Linked DNA regions of Sus scrofa: region 2 is linked to region 1. Evidence: chromatin contacts called from public HiChIP or PLAC-seq data. All regions are on one chromosome and are shown on one strand. The core of a region is the stretch at or near the end of the contact, and the rest is flanking DNA. Distances in the headings are between cores, read along the strand shown.

What was found. HiChIP or PLAC-seq counts read pairs in DNA pulled down with a chosen protein or histone mark.
Region 2: an H3K27ac HiChIP or PLAC-seq map of alveolar macrophages shows a contact between it and region 1. The contact joins the promoter of MIS18BP1 here to the promoter of FKBP3 in region 1. A contact is called at or near these places in 1 of 5 promoter capture datasets (liver), 10 of 47 Hi-C or Micro-C datasets (embryonic fibroblasts, fetal heart ventricle, heart right ventricle and 5 more) and 2 of 2 datasets of contacts at active chromatin or transcription factors (alveolar macrophages and skeletal muscle).

Annotation. Positions count from the first base shown.
Region 1 is chr1:175,329,690-175,336,022 of Sscrofa11.1, forward strand. It overlaps FKBP3 (FK506 binding protein 3), which reads right to left and starts at 3,016. Exons shown (of 7, transcript NM_001244157.2): 1 at 2,884-3,016; 2 at 381-482. The coding sequence starts at 2,991. It overlaps FANCM (Fanconi anemia group M protein), which reads left to right and starts at 4,276. Exons shown (of 23, transcript XM_003480459.4): 1 at 4,276-4,986; 2 at 5,554-5,726. The coding sequence starts at 4,452.
Region 2 is chr1:175,447,303-175,454,352 of Sscrofa11.1, forward strand. It overlaps MIS18BP1 (mis18-binding protein 1), which reads right to left and starts at 2,097. Exons shown (of 14, transcript XM_021101228.1): 1 at 896-2,097.

The DNA.
Region 1 (6,333 bases), core at 1,766-4,265:
GATCATAATTAAGAAAAAGTACAGGAGAAACATCAACATATTCTGCAAATAAATGCACTTACAAACTTCTTTTGGGGAATAAAATATCTAAAATGATATTCTGTAATAAAATGTAACAATATTTCCCGTTGTGGTGCAGTAGAAACGAATCGGACTAGGAACCATGAGGTTTCGGGTTTGATCCCTGGCCTCGCTCAGTGGGCTAAGGATCCAGCGTTGCCATGAGCTGTGGTGTAGGTCGCAGACGCGGCTCAGATCCTGCATGGCTGTGCCTGTGGCATAGGCCAGCAGCTGTAGCTCTGATTAGACTCCTAGCCTGGAAACCTCCATAGGCCGAGGGTGTGGCACTAAAAAGCAAAAAAAAAAGTAACAATACTCACCTTGCTTTCAAAAAGATGGTTATAAGCTGTCACCAAATGGTCCTTGTTAGCTGTCTTGGCCACATTTTTAATGTTTCCTAATAACTTATGCTCTGCAAGAAACTATAAAGACAAAAAACTGGTTAGTCAAAATAATTCCCTCATGTAAGAAATGGTCTACAATTAGAAAATGAACTTTTATTTCAGCAATTTTGTTTTCAATCATACTACTAATGATAAATGAAATGTATTTTATATTTCATTATATATATAATATATATAGTGAAATATTTATTTTATAAATTCATTTTCCATAATGAAAATAAGATTTAAGGAAGATTAAAAAATACTGATTATTTATAAGAAATAATAAATAACATACACTGGCATGTACTAACCCTTTTTCCATCTAGGAACTCACAGAAAAGCCCACTTATTGGCAAACACACTTTGGTAACTGGGCAAAGCTGCTCCTGGCAAGATGTTACTTGGCCCATGGCCAGGGATCTTCCAGCCATGTTGGGTATAGATATCTTAACATATCTGTAACCCATTCTTGGCACATCTGGAAGCACTGTTACACAGTGTTGGATATATATAGTGTTCAAGTTTTCCTAAAGACTCAGTTTCTCCATCACAGTGGAAGGTTAATAATAGCATTATATGTCAGAGGCTTCCTGTAAGGATATCTATTTCCAGTCACATAGTAAGAACTCAGTACTACCTATTTAATAAAATAATGTATTTAATAACTGAAACTAACAGCCAAATTCCATTTCTCTCAAATATAAGACTATAAGTTGTCAAATATACACCAAAATACTACTACTGAAATATCAAATTATCAAAATCATGTACGTGGGGATTTTCATAACTTCTTTGAACTCTGCTTCCCTTACTTTATTCTGCTTCCTTCCTTGCTTGATTCCTTTTTTTGTTAACTTTCTCAATGATGTCCTCTGGCATCTTCTAACTTTCCAACAAAGCACTTTTCCCAACACTATCACTATTGAATTTTTCTTTTTCTTTCTCTTAGAAAAATGTTCTAAATGATAAAGGCTCATGGGAAAGGCTATTTTGATTAAACAGAAGTAATCAGTTGCTTTAGCACTGCTGTGATTAGCAAGCTTTCTTTATTAGCAAGCTTTCTGAAAAATATCCAAAATATAAACATTTATCCCCTTGATATCTTATGAGCAATACAATAGTGATTGTCAAATAAGTTTAAGTATGTAAATGAACACTGTAGGGTACGCACTTAAAAGATTAGTATGTCATAAAAATATTTAGATAATCCAAATCTCTTGAAATTGTCCAAGGTGGGCCAGTTTTACATATTCCCACTTTGGGATGATCTGTTTTCTAAGAATTTGATGAATATAGTTCAGTACTGAGGCATTACTTGTTAATAAACAATAAATCTCTTGCTTCAATGAAATATAAACTGGCTTAAGAGAAAATATTTCCACCAAAATGGTATAAAATGTCATTTTCATCCTTGTATCCACAAACACTGAGCCAATAATTCTTGCTATCAGGATAATAAAGGAGCATGATACTGGAAGAGGGAAAATAATTACACCTCCCGTTCAAGAACGTGCAAAATGAAAATAAACTACTAATGTGCAAAATGAAAATAAACTACAAGCTTCTCAAAAGAGCCCAGAAGCAATTTTTCTAAATGCAAGTTTAGAAATTCAGTTAAAAATTGTCGAGAAACCATATATAGACTGCTGCTTCTATTCCCCATACGTGGGCGATAATGCACGCACACAAACTGTTCAGCAATTTAGGAGAGGTATGAATGATCTTAATTTCCGAAGGGAAAAAAATTCAAGTCTGACAAAAATAACTTGTGACTACAGAGGGTGATTAAAATGGAGACTGCTGAAAAATGCAGGGCGTATAAGTATGAAGAGTGCCAAATAGATTTCTTAGTTGCTTTATAAGAATGCGAGATCACTGTACATGGAATACTCATGTGACTTCCCTAAATATAAAGGTAAAAAGGTTATTTAAAGGGTCGATATTAAAAAAAAAATCGCATGCATGATTAGTGATCAGTATTTGGTAACTGATGAGAAAAGCAAATCGCACACATCGTTGCTACCGAAATCTTCACATCCCTTCTCATCTCCCTAACAGCCCACACTCCCCTCCAGGGATCTCATCCAAGCCTCCAATCCTCTGTCCCCCGCTTGAGCCCCCAATATTTCCAGGGTTCTTTTTTTTTTTTTTTTTTTTCCTCTCATGACCTCCACCCTCACTCAATTTGAGTGAGATTCTAATTCTGCGATGGCTGCGAGCCCCAAGAAATGCTGCTGCTCCACCCGCCAAAGAACTGCCTGCCCGAGGGGCGGGAGCGTGGCTCCGGAGCGCACGCGGGGCCTCTCCGGCCTTGCAGGCACAGGCCGCGGGAGAGAGAGGGCGGGGGCACGGAGGAATACGGCAAGTATAGGCATCTATGGGGGGGCGAAGTATCCCTCCGGCCGCACCAGCCCGGCCGCCCCGCTGCCTCTGGTACCGAATCTGAACCGTGATCCTGCAGAAACTTGATAATGTCCTTCTTGGGTAGCTGCTCGCTGCGCAGCTGCTCCACGGTCCAAGCCCGCTGTGGAACGGCGGCCGCCATCTTCCCCCGCTGCCTCTGCTTTACTGAGCCAGCCCGCCTGGGTTCGGCATCGCCCCGCCCCCTGGGCGTGGCGCGGACCCCGCAGGAAGCTCTAGGGGGCGGGGTCATTGCGCTATCCCGCAGGATTGGGGCCAGTTTTTGAGTGACGTCAAGACGGTACGTTGCGGGCCTCTTTGTTGAGTCCAGGGTAAAACCAGCTGATGTGGCCCCGGCGGCTGACTACGCAGGAAAACGGAAGCATTCATCTCCTAAATGTATCAAGCATTACCCATATATATTTTTTAATTATCGACGAGCTGCTATGCCTTTAAAGTCTATAACCTGTTTAAAAGAAACATCAGCACTCAGACATCTAATCTCATTTTATTTCCCTTCTAGAAATTCACACCCAAATTGGCTCATCAGAACGACCCATATTCCACCACCTCCCTATTGAGACTCACACAAATGAAGCTAGAATACAACCTGTTCCCTCACCCCTCACAAATACAGAAGCATGATAAATAGTTTGTCTAAAAGCAAGTTCAGACATTGGACCAAATAAAGCAATGTAAAGTACCTACACGAAGGACGGCGATTGCTGATGTTGGTGTTTAGGAGGGTGACGTTAACGGTGTGCGAAACAACCTCATTATTGTATGTGCACTTTTCCTCAATATACGAGGAAACAAATCTACAGAGATTACTCAAAGTCACCAGGTTTCGTGTGGAAAAGCTGGGAACTGTAACCAAATCTGAGATAGAAATCTATTTCCAGAGTAGAATAATATCACACCAACGCTTATTGCTCTATGTAATTTATGAAGATGTAGTGGAGCATCAGGACGCCTTGCTTTTTTCCTTTAGGATTTTCCAGCAAATATCAGGGCCAAACCATTCATTCCTTTTAAACAATAAAAATGTCAAAATAATGGGTTCTACTTCTAATACTGCGAAAAAGAGACTGACATTTTGCTTTCTCTGTCTGGATAGAGAAATAAGACAAGTTATTTAATTCTGTCTAAACACGTTTGTTTTTCACCTCTTCTTTCAGTTTAGAAATACAACCAACAAGCACGTTAGATGCTCATTAAGTTCAAAATATATGAGTATCTACAGTTTTGAATCTCAAGGTTATTTATTGTATCATTTTAAGCTATATCATTTTAGCAACGACGCCCAGACACCTAATCTAGGAAAACGGAACCCAATTTAGAGTGGAGAAGAAATTGACCGGGGGACCAAATTTATAGTAGCTCCTTGATAAAGCGCTTGCGTCTCCGAGAGGGCGGCAGGATTTCCGGGAAGCCCGCCAATCATATTCCCCACGCAGACTCAGTGGCGGCATTTTCAACTGGATAAACTGGCCTTAGTCCCGCCTCTGGTTCTACTCCTTTTTACGCGAAGGTAACCGATGGGGGTTGGAACGGAGGCTCTTAGCTGCAAGAGCTGCTGGCCTGTCTTCGGTGGTCGTCGGCCTAATGAGCGGACGGCAAAGAACGCTTTTCCAGACGTGGGGCTCAAGAGTTTCCCGATCCGCCGGGGCTCCGAGTTGCAGTTCTGGAACTGGGAGGACTCAGAGCCCTGGCATCTCCAGCGCGCAGTTTTCTACAGCGGCACAGGAGACAGAGGCGGCAGAGGCTGCCGAGGCTCAGCCAGAGTCCGACGATGATGTATTGCTGGTTGCAGTGTACGAAGCAGAGCAGCAGCTAAGTCTAGAGAATGGCGGGTTCTGCACCTCCGCGGGCGCCCTGTGGATTTACCCTACTAATTGCCCAGTGCGGGACTACCAATTGAACATCGCCAGGACCGCTCTGTTTTGCAACACGCTGGTTTGTCTGCCCACCGGCTTGGGAAAGACCTTTATTGCCGCCGTGGTCATGTACAATTTCTACCGCTGGTTCCCTTCTGGCAAAGTGGTTTTCATGGCCCCCACAAAACCTTTGGTCACACAGCAGATCGAAGCTTGCTACCGGGTGATGGGTATCCCGCAGTCCCACATGGCCGAAATGACAGGTATCTTAGAAACAGTTGGCTAATTTGAAATTAAGAGCTGGGCACCCAGGGGAAAGCACGCATTCTGCTGGCAATAGCACTAAGGGAATTCCTGATTCATGTGAAACAGCCCCCAGATCACAATATACTTATTTTACGTCTTCTCCCTTAAAACATCATCTTCTTGTAGCGAGCCCATCTCTAATGGATAGGGTTACTTTATTCAATCTTCAAAGGATTCCTGTAGCATTTTGAAGTCATTATGTGGGTATACCCCATTAGTAAGTGAACGTGAGTTTTCCTGAATTTCTTCCCCAAAAGGATTTCCCAGTTGAGGATTTTTTTTCTTTGAATTACTATTTTGTCATTTTGTAGGAATTCCCTAAAGGCGGCTTAGTTGTGGTAAAAGCCAGATTGCCATTTTAAGCACAACAAAGTTTTAAAATGTAGCATTCCAATGAGAGTCCAATTATCATTTTAGAAGCAGATTACCAAAGCAGGAATATATTCTGATAATAGGCCAGATTATTTATATTTTACAGATAATAGTCTGGGGTTAAGAATGTAAAGTGTCACTTTTATTTACAGGGTCTACTCAGGTTTTCACCAGGAAGGAAATATGGGACAGTAAGAGAGTCCTTTTTCTTACACCTCAAGTCATGGTAAATGATCTTTCTAGAGGAGCTTGTCCTGCTGCTGAAATAAAGTGTCTAGTTATTGATGAAGCTCATAGAGCTCTTGGAAACTATGCTTACTGCCAGGTAATTTTGTTTAAAAATATTTTATCCTGTAAACCTATTAAAGAGCATTTTGGAGAATAATTATTAATGACTGAAGGTATTGATGGTATTATTATTATTATGAAAGGCCTTATATCTATTAGCTCAACCGAGAATGATAGGAAATACTATCCTTCATTCAAATCAATATCTCTGCTGTTTGTTTTTAAAGCTTAAGGAGACCATTCGTGTCTGATGTAGATGGTGAGAGTCGTCATGTTTGAGACAGTGATCCATTATAGGGTATAGAGATGGAGATTTGGTACTAAGATAATAGTCAAAGGATTAGGTCGATATGCAGTGTTATTCCTTGGCAGCTAGGTAAAATAATACTTAACTGTCAACGTTGGTTTAAGGATTGAATGATGTAATGTATGCAGGTACCTAATACTGACTCCCAGTTAAGTACCTTAGGAATATAAAGTACAAAGGTGAAGAGGTGGAATATAGCTGAAAAGTTACTTAGAAGTAAGGTTCTGAAAGGATTTGTAGTCTATGCTTAGCAGTTTGAATGCCCTTTGTAGGCTATAGGAGATACAGGTGGTAGAGACTCATTGAAAAATATTTAGCTGCGGTGATGCTTCAGATT
Region 2 (7,050 bases), core at 847-3,346, 120 kb after region 1:
AATTGTAAACAGAGTTTATCTTTGAGAAGTAGGATGAAGAGGGCTCCCATTTCCTAAATATTTTTTAATTTAACATTTGTAAGTATTTGCAACTAATATGTAATCAAAAGAAAACATAAGCTGGATGGATCAATTGTTTCTTTAGCTTTGTGAATCCTAGGTTCCAAGGTGAAGAATCAGGAAGTGACGGTGACGCACACAATTTTTCTACTTGGTAATTATCTGAAACTTTTTTTTTTTCTAGAAGTGATTTTAGAGTAAAGTTTAGAGCGCTCACCATCGAAACGAATCTGAACGGAAGTGGTCTACTTCCGTAATAACTACAGCAGAAACGCAACAAATCACACCTAATGAACGAGCAGTTGTGATACCACTGCCAAAGGCAAAAATGTACAAAAACAACTTGATCCCTTTGCTGTACAGTGGGAAAATTAAAAAAAAAAAAAAAAAGTCTGCGTGGGACCATTACGCTGAAGTGCTGGAAGTCACAGTGCCAGAAGGGACGGGAGAGAGGAGACGAAAGAAGCGGGGCGAAGAGGCCGTACCTTGGGTGAAGAGACCGGCACCGTAGAGACGGCGGCGGCCCGGGCTCGACTTCGCTTAGAGGGCGGGCAGGAACACCACGGCTTCTGCCTCTGGCCCAAGTCGGCCGCAGCGGCCGAGCACCAGGTGACGCTCACCACCTCCTTGAGGTTCCCTAACACCAAAACTATCTGGCAATTCAAATTTTAAGAGCCTGCCCTCCAGGCACCAGGGATTGGCGCGCTCAGGAATTGCGTCACCACGCGTCTCTCTGGGACGCAGGAAAACGTGGGGCGGTCCCCGCTCCGCGAGGGCAGTGCTCTTTCTACAAAACGTAGGCAACCCCAAGTTGCCACGGGTACCGGGCACGCACCTCTAGCTGTCCTCGAAATTAATTTCCTCTTCAGAGAAGGAGCCAACCCCGCATTCTGCCGTTCCTCCCGAAATGCTCTGCGGCAGGAAGACTACGTCAGACGTCGTCTGCGCGCTCTGGCACTTCTGTGGGTTTTTAATTTTGGTCCTTCCCGGCTACCTTCCTCCCCTACTGGCGTGAATGCTGATAGAATTTGGTTGTGCATTCCCTTCCGTCTGAAAGAAAACTGCTTGCCGAATCCGTTTAAGAGCCTTTAGTTTTCTCAGGCCGTCAGGTATTTGAGGCCGAGAAGGAGCGTTTTGTTCTTGAAACAATGGACTAAATGCAAAGTTATACTCGCAATGGGATACTTAGTTTGAGCTATTCCCCCCGGGAAATTTTCTTTTGTTTTGCTTTGTTTTTAAGAAACTTACTGAATCCTAAAGCCTTAATCTCGGCTACCCTGGTTTGCCTTACAGTTGCAGTTAGACCGAGCCGTATCAGACCACACCCAGTGATGCTGTGCCGTAGCCACGGCGGAGCACTGTGTATCCCCCGCTTCAGCGCCCCAGCAAGCCGCAGTTGCCGGCCGGAAGCATTGTGTAGTGCCCCTTGTTTCAGTCTTGGCAGAGAAAAAGGAGCCAGAGGAGTAACTAGTGTTTTCAGCCCTAAATCCCTTCTGGCTCCAATCCTGCACCTTCTTTCCATGAACTCCGCCCCCCTCCTCACCAAGTACGCATTTAGGACAGGAGAGTTTATTTTTTGCTTCATCCAAGAAAAGTTCTCAGCATCCTAGAATCATGTATCGCATCTGTCCGATAAGACTGGACTGAAATGGCTGTAATGAATTAATTTTTTAAAGAGATGGTTGCGAGCCCTTCTTCTAAAGTCTGTATCCACTAAATCCTGTATTCACCAAATATTCAGAATCCAAAATGTAAATTTAAAGCATAAAATGATTGCAAGTAAAGAAAAAAAAGAAACCAGTTGGGGGGTAGAACGAGGAAAGCAAATCTGTCAGAGCGGAAAAATCAAAGAAGAGACAGTAGGCTGGAGCTCTGAGACTTCAAGCCAGTTTTATGGACCAACAGATTGGCCAGGAGTCGGGAGAGAGCTCAGGTTCTCCGCTGCTTAGGGAGCAGTTAGTGATGTAGGAAAAGGGGTAGTTTCTATTTTCAGCACAGGTTTGTTCTTGGGCTAGGTCAGTATTCAAGGGTTAGGGGGAGGCAGTTTCCTTAGGAATGTAAGTAATGGTTTTGGGTGGGGGGTAGAGGGCAGTTGTAAAAGAACATCGTCTGATGAATGACTCTTTAACTGGTCTCCAAGGCAGCTCATTGTTCCCCAGGGGATCAGCCTTCTAGATTTTAAGTCTGATTAGAGTTTAGGTGGTGCATAGCAGGTCATGTACGATTCCCCACCTAAGAAAATCCATGTAGATAAATGAAGTTTCTATTTCTGCAGCATAATGGGAAATTGACTGGACATGGATTTGCACCAGATCTGTGGGAAAAGCCAGACTTAAAAATATGTGTTTAATGACATCTATGAAATAAACTCTGTGGGATAGAGGGGTTTTAAAGAGACAGGCATTCATATTTCAAAGCATCTGAAATGGAAATGTGAAAGTTTTCTATTCCTGATGATAGAGATAGACATGACTCACAACATTCAGTCAAAATAGGAACCTTGAAATATTAAGGGCAGGTACTCAGTTTAATTTTTTAAATTAACTGTTTCTCGTGTGAGAAGTAACTAGGATCTAGTGCGCTCCAGAGTGAACTGCAACAGGAATTTACATAAGAATGACAAATAATTTTCTAAGGAAACCTGGATAACAGCTTGTGGGTAAAAAAGTACAGAGAGAAGGCATACAGGCCAAGGGACAATGTTCATCTGTCCGTTGGACATTGATATGCTGCCTCGGATGGACCGTTTAAGTTTATATCTGCTGGGGATGGAGAGCTTCTTATATTCACAGTCAGGCAGCTGGAATAATCTGTCCTAAGTCTGTAACTCTTGGGAATGTATACAGACCCACTTAGGGTCCAAAAGACAGATATTGGAGGAGCCGATTCCTCTAATCGTTGTGTGGGAGTTGCTACCAAGGGATCTGAGTCTGCTGAGCTTGGAGGAATATTCCCAGCACCATGGTAAGTTCCAGTAGGGGCACTACTTGACCATATAGCATTTTGGGGGGAATTAGAAAAAAGATACTCTTTCATCAAGGCCAGTGGTTCTCAACCAGGGATAATTTTGCACCCCTAGAGGACATTTGGCAATGTCTGGAAATATGAATGTCAGGACTGAGAAGGATGGCCCTTGTAGCTATTGAGTAGAGGATAGAAATGCTGCTAAACATCCTATAATGCACAGGGCAGCTATTGATAATTCTTAAAGAATTATCAAGATTAAAATGTCAGTAATGCCAAAGTTGCAAGATCCTACACTTGTAACATGTAGCCCTGAATTAGGATTTTTGTCTCCTTTCACTCTGTGTTCCCAGTGTAAGGCATAACTGTGCAAATACTACTGTCCTCTCTGGGCTTAGAGGAAGGTTGAAAATGGAATCAACAGGGAGGTTTTACAGGCTTTTAAGAGGAGGATTCTTCAGTAGAAAAGACTGTCAAGAAGATTGTTGTATAATAGAGACAGTATACAAGCACATAAACATATAAACATACTATTACAAATTGTAATAAGTGCTATGAAGGTGTATTAGTTTGGCTCCTGCAGGAAGCTGATGGTAAGATGGAATTCGGAATACAAGAGACTTGTTGAGAGATATGGCCTGTGAAAGTTTAAGGGGGAGGAAAAAGAATTGGGTCTAGTAAATCCTTAGGCTTTAATGCAGATCTGCCATTTGTGAAAGAAAAAAGGAGTAGGAAGCAGAATTGGGCCTGGTAAATCTTTAGGCTTTGATGCAGATCTGCCATTTGTGAAAGAAAAAAGGAGTAGGAAGCAGAATTGGGCAGAGGGAAGGAACCAAAGATTGCAATACAGATTGACAAAGAATTGGCTAATGCAATAGGGAGTATGGAGGTAGCCCATCAGAGGAGGTCTGCAGTGGGCAGAAACCAGAAATGGGCAGGCCCTGAAATCCATCATGCTGGAGGTGGGAAGAACATGCCTTGCCTCAAAGGCTTAATTTTTTTTTTAGTTGACATATAACAATGTATTAGTTTCAAGTATAGAACATAATGATTTGATATATATATGTATATATATATATCTAGACAATGTCTAGTTAACATCTGTTACTGCACATAGGTACAATTTTGTTTTTCTTGTGATGATAATTTTTAAGATTTACCATCTTAGCAACTTTCCAATATATAATTTAACATTTTTAACTATAGTCATTATGCTGTGCAATACACATCTAGAACTTATTTATAACTGAAATTTTATGCATTTTGACCACCTCTTCCTTTTGTCCACCTTCAACCCACACCTCTGGCAACCACCAATCTGTTCTCTTTATCTATGAGTTCAATTCCTTTTTTTTTTTTTTTTAAGATTTCAGTATTGTGAGATCATACAGTGTTTGCCTTTCTCTGACTTATTTCGCTGACCATAATGTGCTCCAGCCCAGCCATGTTGTTGCAAATGTCAAGATTTCCTTCTCTTTGACAGCTGAATAATATTCCATTTTATATATACCTCACACTTTGTTTATTCACTTATCCACAGTGGACACAAAGGTTGGCTTTATGTCTTGGCTATTGAAAATGATATTGTGGTCTGTGCTTGGGATGGAAAAATTGTTTTCAGACTTAGAGTGGGGTGAAAGAAGGAAAAGTTTATTGAGAAAAGAAACTGCTCTTGCAGTGGGAAGACTTCCTGATAATCAGGGAGAGCTGACTCTGAGCAGGTGTCATGTCTGTTTTTATAGCCCAAGGTCAAAGGAAAGAGGAGGTCTTACTCTACACTTGTTGGTTGGTTACCTCTAATGCCCTTATGGGGATCAGGCGAGGACTGGGCCAAATACCTTTCCTAGTAGGAGGCAGGAAGGAGTGGGCAGGATTGTTCAGGAGAGGCTGGAGAACTCTGCAACAGTTGTAATGGGGTGGAAGGAGCAATAATTGGTAATTTTATCCTGGCAACATTGGTATCCCGAGACTCTCTTTGAGTCTATCTTGTTGGAAAGGCCTTGAAGCCCACAGATAATGCCACAGTGAACATGGAGATACAGATATCTTTTCAAGTTAGCCTTTTTTTCTTTAGTTAGAAACAGGCAGTGGAGTTTCTGGATCATGTGGTAGTTCTGCTTTTAATTTTTTAAGGAGTCTCCATACAGTTTTCTAAAGTGGCTCCACCAATTTACATTCCTACCAGAAATACACAAGAGTTCCTCTTTCTCCACATACTTGTCAATACTTGTTATCTCTTGTTTTTGTTGAACCCCTAGTATCATCATGGATACTAGTTGGGTTCGTTACCCCTGCATCACAATGGGAACTCCTCTTGTCTTTTCAAATTACAGCCATTTTAGCAGGTGTGAAGTAGTAGCTCATTGTTTTGATTGGCATTTCCCTAAGGATTAGTACTTTTGAGCACCTTTTCCTATACCTCTTGGCCATTTGTATGTCTTCTGTGGAAAAATTTCTCTTCAGTTTCTCTACCCATTTTTACATCAGATTGTTGTTCTCCTGTTGAGTTGTATGAGTTCTTAGTACATTGTGGATATTAGCCCTTTATAAAGTATATGATTTATAAGTACTTTCTCCCATTCTGTAGGTTTTTTTTTTTCATTTAATTGATGGTTTCCTTTGATCTGAAAAAGCTTTTTAGTTTGATGTTTGTTTATTTTTACATTTGCTGCCTTCACTTTTGGTGTCAAATCCAAAAAATCATTGTGAAGACCAGTGTCAAGGAGCTTATTGCCTATGTTTTCTTTTAGAAGTTTTATGGTTTCTTGTTTGTTCAAGTCTTTAATTATTTTGAATTAATTGTGTATAGTGTAAGATAGTGGTCCACTTTCATTCTTTTACATGTGGCTGTCCAGTTTGCTCAACAATATTTATTTAGGTCAAAGGTTTTAACAGATCCTGAAAAAAAAGTGCAGTTAGAGTCTGTCAGGTAGCTGTACTCTTCATAGAGTCGTGACACTCTTTCATGAAAAGAGATTAGAATCACACATTTCCGTGACTGTCACCAGAGGATAATTAAAAGTGTATGAGAGGAGTTCCTGTCATGGCTCAGTGGTTAAGGAATCCCACTAGGAACCATGAGGTTTCGGGTTCGATCCTCGGCCTGCTCAGTGGGTTAAAAGATCCGGCGTTGCTGTGGCTGTGGTGTAGGCCAGCAGCTACCGCTCTGATTAGATCCCTAGCCTGGGAAACTCCATATGCCGCAGGAACGGCCCTGGAAAAAGGCAAAAAGACCAAAAAAGAAAAGTGTATAAGAAAAGAAATTTATTTTCAATGGCTTTTAATTTTTTTGTTGCAATCCTCAGTAAGACATGTGTTCTACATTTTAACCTAATAAATACAAAAATATATATAACTAAAAAAAAGAGAGTTTTTAAAACATTACCTGTAAAAAAAAAAAAGAATTGCTTACCCTTACTGTGTGCAATGCATGCTGAAATTGTCCTTTTATATTTCTGATTTTTAAATGTTTTTATATAATTGTGGGAAAATGTGAATATTTTCATGTTTCTGTATGATTGGGGCTTTTTTTTTCTTTTTTAAAAAGTTAAGACAAAATTCACATAACTTAAAATTAACCATTTAAAAATTAACTATTTTAAAGTATGTAATCCAATGGCATTTAGAACCTTCAGAATGTTGTACAACTATGACCTACGGAAAAATGTTCATCACCTCCCCAAAAGGAAATCCCACACCAATCAGTTATTCCCTGTTTTCCCCACCCTACAGTCCTTGGCAACCACCAATCATTTTTCTGTCTCTACATGTTTACCTATTCTGGATATTTCATGTAAATGGAATCATTTAATATGTGACCACTTGTGTCTGCCTTCCTTCACTCAGCATAATTTTTTTAATGATTTTTATTTTTTCCATTATAGTTGGTTTACAGTGTTCTGTCACATTTCTACTGTATAATTTTTTTTGAGGTTCATACACATTGTAGCATGTTTAAGTGCTTCATAACTTTATATGAGTGAATAACATTCCATTGTATATATGTTATCATTTGATTTATCCATT